2 separate regions of the Ovis aries genome follow, and region 2 is linked to region 1. The links are chromatin contacts, called in public Hi-C maps. All regions are on one chromosome and are shown on one strand. The core of a region is the stretch at or near the end of the contact, and the rest is flanking DNA. Distances in the headings are between cores, read along the strand shown.

Region 1 (3,964 bases), core at 568-3,067:
GATCTTCGTTTTCTGAATGTTGAGCTTTAAGCCAACTTTTTCACTCTCCTCTTTCACTTTCATCAAGAGGCTTTTTAGTTCCTCTTCACTTTCTGCCATAAGGGTGGTGTCATCTGCATATCTGAGGTTATTGATATTTCTCCCGGCAATCTTGATTCCAGCTTGTGCTTCGTCCAGCCCAGTGTTTCTCATGATGTACTCTGCATAGAAGTTAAATAAGCAGGGTGACAATATACAGCCTTGACATACTCCTTTTCCTATTTGGAACCAGTCTATTGTTCCATGTCCAGTTATAACTGTTGCTTCCTGGCCTGCCTACAGATTTCTCAAGAGGCAGGTCAGGTGGTCTGGTATTCCCATCTCTTTCAGAATTTTCCACAGTTTATTGTGATCCACACAATCAAAGGCTTTGGCATAGTCAATAAAGCAGAGATAGATGTTTTTCTGGAACTCTCTTGCTTTTTCAATGATCCAGCAGATGTTGGCAATTTGATACCAGCATTATGGGCTTTTCCAATGAGTCAGCTCTTCACATCAGGTGGCCAAAGTACTGGAGCTTTAGCTTCTGCATCAGTCCTTCCAATGAATATTCAGGGTTGATTTCCTTTAAGATTGACTGGTTTGATCTTCTTGCAGTCCTGCAGACTCTTAAGAGCCTTCTCTAGTACCATAGTTGGAAAGCATCAATTCTTCAGTGGTCAGCCCTCTTTATAGTCCAACTCTTTGCCTGCTAATTGTGTACAATAAACCAAGTGACTCATGAATTGAATATTGGTTATGTTTTGTTTATCCCCAGTCCTGTGATTCTAGCCTGGTCTTACCGCTGGACCCTGCAACAAAATAGGGGCATTTGGGAGTTGAAAGTAGGTGGTCAGAGCCCTGGCTTTGCAGTGACTGCCCAGTTCAAATCTTGCTTCTGCCACAAGATGCCCCCACTTTGAGGTAGGTTCTATCATCAACAGAGGAGAAAAACTGAGGCTCATCTGAGGTAGTCCAGGTAAGGATGCCAGAAAGAGTCGGACATGACTGAGCAACTAACACACACAGTTACACTGGACTTTCAGATTTCTAACATGATTAGTGGCTGCTTTCCTGCGTAGTTCAACCGGTAAAGAATCTGCGTGCACTGCTGGAGACCTGGGTTCGATACCTGGGTAGGGAAGATCCCCTGGAGAAAGAATTGGCAACCCATTCCAGTATTCTTGCCTGGAGAATCCCATGAACAGAGGAGCCTGGCGGGCTACAGTCCACAGGGTTGCAAGAGTCGGACGCGACTTAGCGCTATCTTTCTTTCTTTTCTGAAATTCCAATATAAGTGCGCATCCGGTATTTTACTCGGCTACATCCGGCAACCCTATCAAGCTTGAAATCTGGAGCTGCCTGAGCCTAAAACCCCACTTGATAATCCCTGAAGCTCCCCACCCGCAAACTTCAGAAATGGAGAAATTCCAGTCCGGACCACAACAGAGCGACAAGGCACACAAGGCACCCTCTAGGTCTTTCCTCTGGGGGGCCGTCCACCCCCGCACCGCCCCCCCAACCCCCCCACCCGCAGGAGCTTGGGAGATGCGTTGAAAGGCGGAAGAGAAGAGATGCCGGAGCTGAGACTCCGCCCTTAGCTGCTGAGGCCGGGCCCAGACCCTGCGGCCTCTCCGCCCCCGCCCACTCCCACGCCCACCGTGCACGCCCCACCCGAGGCGCGCTCGTAGGTCCCGCCCAGCCCCGCCCCCAGCCCCGCCCCCGGAGCCTTCTCCTCTTCCCCGTCCTAGCAAACCCCGCCCCCGCCGGCGGCGGCGCACAATGAGTTTCCAGCCTCCAGAAGCTGAGGCAACGGGGACGGCGACGCCTCAGCCCCGGGGCTCCGGCTTCCTGCCCCGTCCGTCCCGCCCGCGGGCCATGGAGCTCCGAGCAACAGAGGGGGAGCAGCCGGCGCATCCCCGCCTGCCCTCCAGGTTAGCGCCCGAGCGGTGAGGGGTCGGTGGGATCTGGCAGTGGGGTGGAGAGCCCTTGTCCCGTCCAGCCCCAGGCCTCTCTGTTAGTGAGTTAGGCGTTGATGGGAGTCTAGGCTCCAGGCTCCTGCTGCTTATCTGACCCAGAATGGATGCGGTGGCCTTGAGCCCTGGGCTTCTCTTGTCTACCTCTCCTTCCCCATCTGTGCAATGGGGACTGGGTTGGCGGGAGGTTTCAGCTCCTTTAGGAAGAGATTACAGCTCCTTTAGGATGGGGACGGTGCTTGCCTCGTGTTTGGGGACTTGAGGGCGAGTGATTCCCAGAAGCCGTCTGCCCTGACCCAGGCCTGTATCCTCCCCTGCCTCAGTATCCCTGGGCAGTTTCCTCGGAGGCCTGGGACCCAGCTCTGAGTATCTGGGTCTTGGCAGGTCCCTGGCTCCCATCCCTTCCCAGCCTGATCCCGGGAGGCAGCAGCCACTGGCTACTGAGCGGCAGTGACAGCATGAAGGCTCCGGTAAGTGGCAGAAGGAGGAAGGCTCACAGGGGAGGTGGCTTCCGGCCCAGTGGCTTCTCCCCCCAACCCCCCAACTCCCCACCCCAGGGCTGACTGTCACTTCTGATTCCACTGCTCCTGAGCTGAAGGAGACCGGCAGACCAGCCTCAAAGTCCAGCCCTGATCTGGCAGGCTATGTGGCCCCAGGCAAGTGGCATTCCCTCTCTGGTTTCAGTATTTTGCTCCTCTTCTATGTATAATGGAGATAATAGTACTGCCTCCTATGAGCATCCAGGGGTCACCCAGGTGAGGCATCTCCCTGGGAGCAGGGTATGTTGTGAAAGTTCAGTTTAGCAGAGTCTTGAGTTTATTCAGGAGCCCCTGGCGAGAGCCTTGAATGTTGTGGGAAGTCAGCCGTGGCTGCCTGAATCAAGGTCTCTGGGTCCCTGCAGGCAGGGAACCAGGTGCCAAGCACAGCTTGAGGCCTCAGGGGCTGAACCCCCTCCTCCGCACAGCTGGTCTCACAGAGATTTATTTTTAGGAGCTGAAGTGGCTTGTGGGCAGAAAAGGGAGGGCCTCTGACAGGATATGCCCAAGGAGGGGACTGGTGGGGGCTACTTTTTCACCTCTGATTTTCAGAGAGCCCCAGCCAGCTGCCAGCTGGTTCCTGAGGCCAAGGGACCTGTGTCTTAGGCAGGCTGGGGACCGGTTAGAGCCCAGAGAGACACAGGTGGTGACCAAGGTGGCCCAGCACACAATGGCAGGCCAGGGTTGCGTCCCCCCATCAGGCAGCCCCTCCTTGAAGGCTCGGTGGAGGTATTCACTACATCCGCCAGCCGGGCAAGGGGCCAGGAGGGCTTCCTGGTTCACGTGGCCTCTGGGGACGTGGTTTCTGCAGGAGGGAGCCTCAAGGCTGCAGCTCTCAGTTCTTGAAACCGTTTGCTGAGTGACGCTTCCCTATATCCCCTTCTACTGTCTCTTTACTCACAGGTCTGCTGACCCAGGTCATGGTCATCAGCTGGGGGAGGGGACGGCTCTGGGTGTGCGGGACAGCCTGAAGCCGGGGTCTGAAGGGAACTGGTGGCCCTCCTGCTGGGCCATGCCTGTCCTCATGTGCACAGCACTTTATGGTAGTCCTTCGGCTGCTGTCCTCAGAGTGAGTTCCCACTGTGGGTAGTATCAGTTTCATAGAGGAAGCAGGCCCAGAGACATAGACAGGTATGCCCAAGGCTGCACAGGGCACCTCAGCTTTCTGGTTAAGAGGACGGTTTTTGATTTGGAGACCCCACCCTGCTGCTTTCTTACTGTGTGGCCTTGAGTTACCTACCCATTTTCATCCCCAATTGGTTTCCTTATCTAGAATATTGGGATAATAGGGCTTATCTCAGTCATGCATGGGTTCTGAACCTGACAGCCCAGAGGCAGGCCTGGCTAACAGAGACTGTGGCCTCTGCTGATGTTCTGGGAACTACTGAGCTGGGATCTGGACCCATGAGGCTGGGGATCCCAGCGGCAGCTTCT
Region 2 (3,964 bases), core at 906-3,405, 270 kb after region 1:
GGCGGAATAGGTCTACCTGCATGAAGAAGCGTCACAGTAAAAGGCTACAAAAATGTGATGTCCAGAACACTTGCTTCCAGGACTTTGTTTTAAAGCACCTTATTCGAATATAACATTTGAAGGAATGTAACATTCAACATAACATTCCATATTTCACAACCCTTTAGAGAGCGTATCGGAAGGAAATGGTATACCTAGAAAAATGAAGAAAGTTATTATTATTATTTTTAACTAATGTTGCAAGGAAATGGACACCAGGTTTTAGGAAATTAATTAACGCTGATTTTGGCAAGTCATTTAACTGCTCTGAGCCTCCATTTCTTTCCCACGGGTAAAACGAGGGTATTGACATTAGAAGATCCCTAGGGGTCCTTCCAGTCCTAAGCGCTTTGATTGGCCTTTAAAATAGAAAGTACGTGATTTGGAACATTTACCGCATGGGGTAGGCAGGTGTTGTCATGAACACTTTTTTAAAAAACTTGCTCATTTGGGTTTCAGTGTTTATAACAATTTTCTCCTGGAGTAATAGGTCAGAGAAGGTTGTATAACCGGGAATATTTTGTATATACCAACGAAGAGAGTGAATAAGAAGAAACAGTGACGCCCAAAAGGACCATCACAGTCAAAAATCCCATCTGACAGCCAGAAAGAGACAGAGGAATTGCTCTAATTGGAGAGAATCGTTGGAAAGGAAACTGTCATTTCCACCATTTTCCTTCTATTTCCTTTCTTATCCTCTCCCGCAGAGAAAAGTCCACTTTTAATTCTCTCTCGATTCCAAAAAAGACGGCAAAACCCACAGCAATCCTCTCCCGTTTTCTGTTAAAGATAACGGCCAAAATATTGAAGAGGCACTATTTGCCTGCACAAGATCGCCAAGCTTACTTAGCACCTGAGACGCCGTTTTCCAAATATGACCACCGTCAGCCCTCACTCCGCTGCAGCCCCACAATCTCCATCATCCATTTTTTAAAAATCCATTTACGTCAAGCCTTTCATCCAAACCACGAACAACTATTTCCTCCCTGTAACAGGGGTTTGCGCGGCCCGAAATCAAGCCCCGGCTGAGTCCTGCGAACAGGGAGTCCGTAGACTGCGGTGCTGGGCAGGGCAACTTCTCCCGCGCACCCTAGAGCTCTCCCAGTCTCCCGGGTGATTGAAGACGGTACAGGACCCTGAGAAGATCCCGCCCTCGAAGCCAAGACCCCGGCTCGGGAGGAGGAGCCGGGTGGCCTCGGCCCCGGCAGAGCCAAGCCTTTGGAAACAAACAGGCTTCTCTCCCGCTGCAAGGAGTTGGCCCCTGGGCGGGCGAGCGGCGCGCCTGAGCGCCGCGGCGCGCGGAGCCGGCGCTCCCAGGTGGGTCTCTGCGGCCGGGGACCGCGGCTCCGGCTCCAGGGGAGGGATCTAGGGGGAAGCGGGCAGGAGGACGCAGGCCGAGATCTGGCACGTCACGACTCCACGGAGGAGGGTGGGAAAGAGGGAGGGACTGGGGATGGAAAGAGGAGTGGAATAGAGGAGCTTGGGGGAATAAAGAAGGCGAGAGGAAGAGAGGGGGAAATGGGGAGAAGGCACTCGGGGTGAAGGAGGGGGATAGAGGAGAGGGTAACAGGCCGCAGGGGGGTAAAGGCGAGGTGAAGGGGGAGACGTGGAGCGATGGGAGTGGAGGGAGATGCAGGTGAAGACCCAAGAGAGGGATGGGGAGAAGAGGGGAGGGGTGCGACGAGGGGTCAGGGATGCGGCGAAGGCGCGGGGGAAGGAGGAGGAATGCGGGAAGAGCAGAGCGGGGGAAGAAGGGACGAGGGCCGCAGGAGGCCGGGAGGGACTTCCCTCCGGAGAAGGCGGCGCCGGGATAACGAGACCCTCCCAACCCGGGAGCCTCAGGCCGAGCGGGGAGCGAGAGGCCAGCGCGGAGGCGGCGAGGGGGGCGCGCTGCGGGCAGGTACCGAGCCGTAGCCGCCGCCTGCGGGGAGGAAACCCGACTCCACTTACTCTCTCCGACCACCGCCTTGAGGCCGATGGGGGCCATCGCGCCGCGCGAGTCTCTGGGCTCCTGGCCTCCTCACGCGACGCCCGCAGACACCGCCGCCTCCCCGGGTCGTCGGCGCGCTCGGCTGGATGCCGCCCGCCGCCCCTGCAGCCGCGGCTCGAGAACGACTGACGCGCGGGCGCGGCGCGGGGGTGCGGCGCGATCCAAGCCAGAGCGAGGCTGGCGACCCGCCGGCGCGCGCTCGGGGGCCGGCCCGGCGGGAGGGGCGGGGTCTCGCGCCAGCCGTCGGCGTCACCCGCGCACCTCCGCCAATCGCACTGCGGCCCGGAGGCTCGGCCCCGCCCCCCGAGATGCGGCTGGACGCGAGGCGGTCCCTGGCTGGCGAGAAAGCCGCGCCCTCCCCCTCACCTCACGCGCCGCGCGCGCGGCCTGGCTGTCGCGCGCTCCCGGCGCGCTGAGTCCTAAGGTCCTCTCCGCAGCCTCCGCACCAGAATCCCCGGGCTCCTGGGAGCTTTCCATCACTCCCCCCTTCACTACCCCTCGCCCACAAAAGGAACTCGGAAGCTAGATCTCTTATTAGTAGTACCCACTCCCCAAGACAACGTAACGTGAGCTTTATTTACCATCTCTATTTCTTTGGGTTCCCATATCCATAAATCCACCATCCACTGAGTCTTAGATGCATCAGCTTATTAAATCACAATAATTGGGCATTGTTTTTAATCTCCATTTTCAGGTGAAAAAAAAAATAGGCTCAGAAACTGAGCACTAGACTTTGTCTTAGGCTGTGCATCATTCATTCGCAAATATTTATTTTTCTCTCACTACTGTATGTAAACCACTGTTCTAGGCGTTGGATCTCCAACCATGTACACGGCAGACAGACATAATCCTAGTCTTTGGGCAACCAAACTCTAGAAATACCCAGGTCCCAAATCGAATAGGGCTATGCTGTGGAACAACTCTGGTCAGTATATCTTTCCTAGAGTCCAAGTTTACCAAAGTGGTCCCATGTCAGTTTTTGCTAGATTTAACTTATGGGGGAGATCGCTTCTGAAACATGAGATAGGGCTCCCCTCTGACTTCAAAGAAAAATGAGTTAAGCCAATCAAAAGTCAAAAAGGACAAGAGAACTAGTCTTAAAAATCAATGAATGCTTATTACATTCTTGGAATAGCTCTGTGAGCTAGGTCCTTTTCTTAATATTGTTAAGAAATATAACATTTTAGAGATGAAGAAATTGAGATTCAGGGAAGATAAGTGCCTTGCTAAAATCCGTCTAGTCAAGGCTATGGTTTTTCCTGTGATCATGTATGGATGTGAGAGTTGGACTGTGAAGAAGGCTGAGTGCCGAAGAATTGATGCTTTTGAAGTGTGGTGTTGGAGAAGACTCTTGAGAGTCCCTTGGACTGCAAGGAGATCCAACCAGTCCATTCTGAAGGAGATCAGCCCTGGGATTTCTTTGGAAGGAATGATGCTAAAGCTGAAACTCCAGTACTTTGGCCACCTCATGAGAAGAGTTGACTCATTGGAAAAGACTCTGATGCTGGGAGGGATTGGGGGCAGGAGGAGAAGGGGACGACAGAGGATGAGATGGCTGGATGGCATCACTGACTTGATGGACGTGAGTCTGAGTGAACTCTGGGAGTTGGTGATGGACAGGGAGGCCTGGCGTGCTGCGATTCATGGGGTCGCAAAGAGTCGGACACGACTGAGCAACTGAACTGAACTGAATAGGTGACAAATGAAAGATCTAATTTTACAATCTGAATTCTGAACCATTATTTTCTACTGACTACTAAAGAAGTTGAGGCCTAGAGGTCACATGGTGAACACTGCAGAAGCCAGAACAAGGGGCCACACGTCCTAGTTCAGCCACCAGCCCCAGGGCAGGAAGATCTGACCATCTTCTCATTCTCATCCCAGTCTACCCTAACAGAACCTTCCTATGGGTTCCTAGAGAGGGACAGTGTTTAT

The links. Hi-C and Micro-C count contacts between places; a contact is called where the count stands out from the background.
Region 2: a contact with region 1 is called in a Hi-C map of skin fibroblasts, with 2.7 times the contacts expected there. The contact joins the promoter of STXBP1 here to the promoter of ST6GALNAC4 in region 1. A contact is called at or near these places in 3 of 16 Hi-C or Micro-C datasets (omental adipose tissue, skin fibroblasts and tail adipose tissue).

The regions. Positions count from the first base shown.
Region 1 is chr3:8,304,449-8,308,412 of ARS-UI_Ramb_v3.0, forward strand. It overlaps ST6GALNAC4 (ST6 N-acetylgalactosaminide alpha-2,6-sialyltransferase 4), which reads left to right and starts at 1,818. Exons shown (of 7, transcript XM_042245663.1): 1 at 1,818-1,952; 2 at 2,379-2,464. The coding sequence starts at 2,453.
Region 2 is chr3:8,576,751-8,580,714 of ARS-UI_Ramb_v3.0, forward strand. It overlaps STXBP1 (syntaxin binding protein 1), which reads right to left and starts at 2,156. Exons shown (of 19, transcript XM_012162474.4): 1 at 1,990-2,156. The coding sequence starts at 2,026.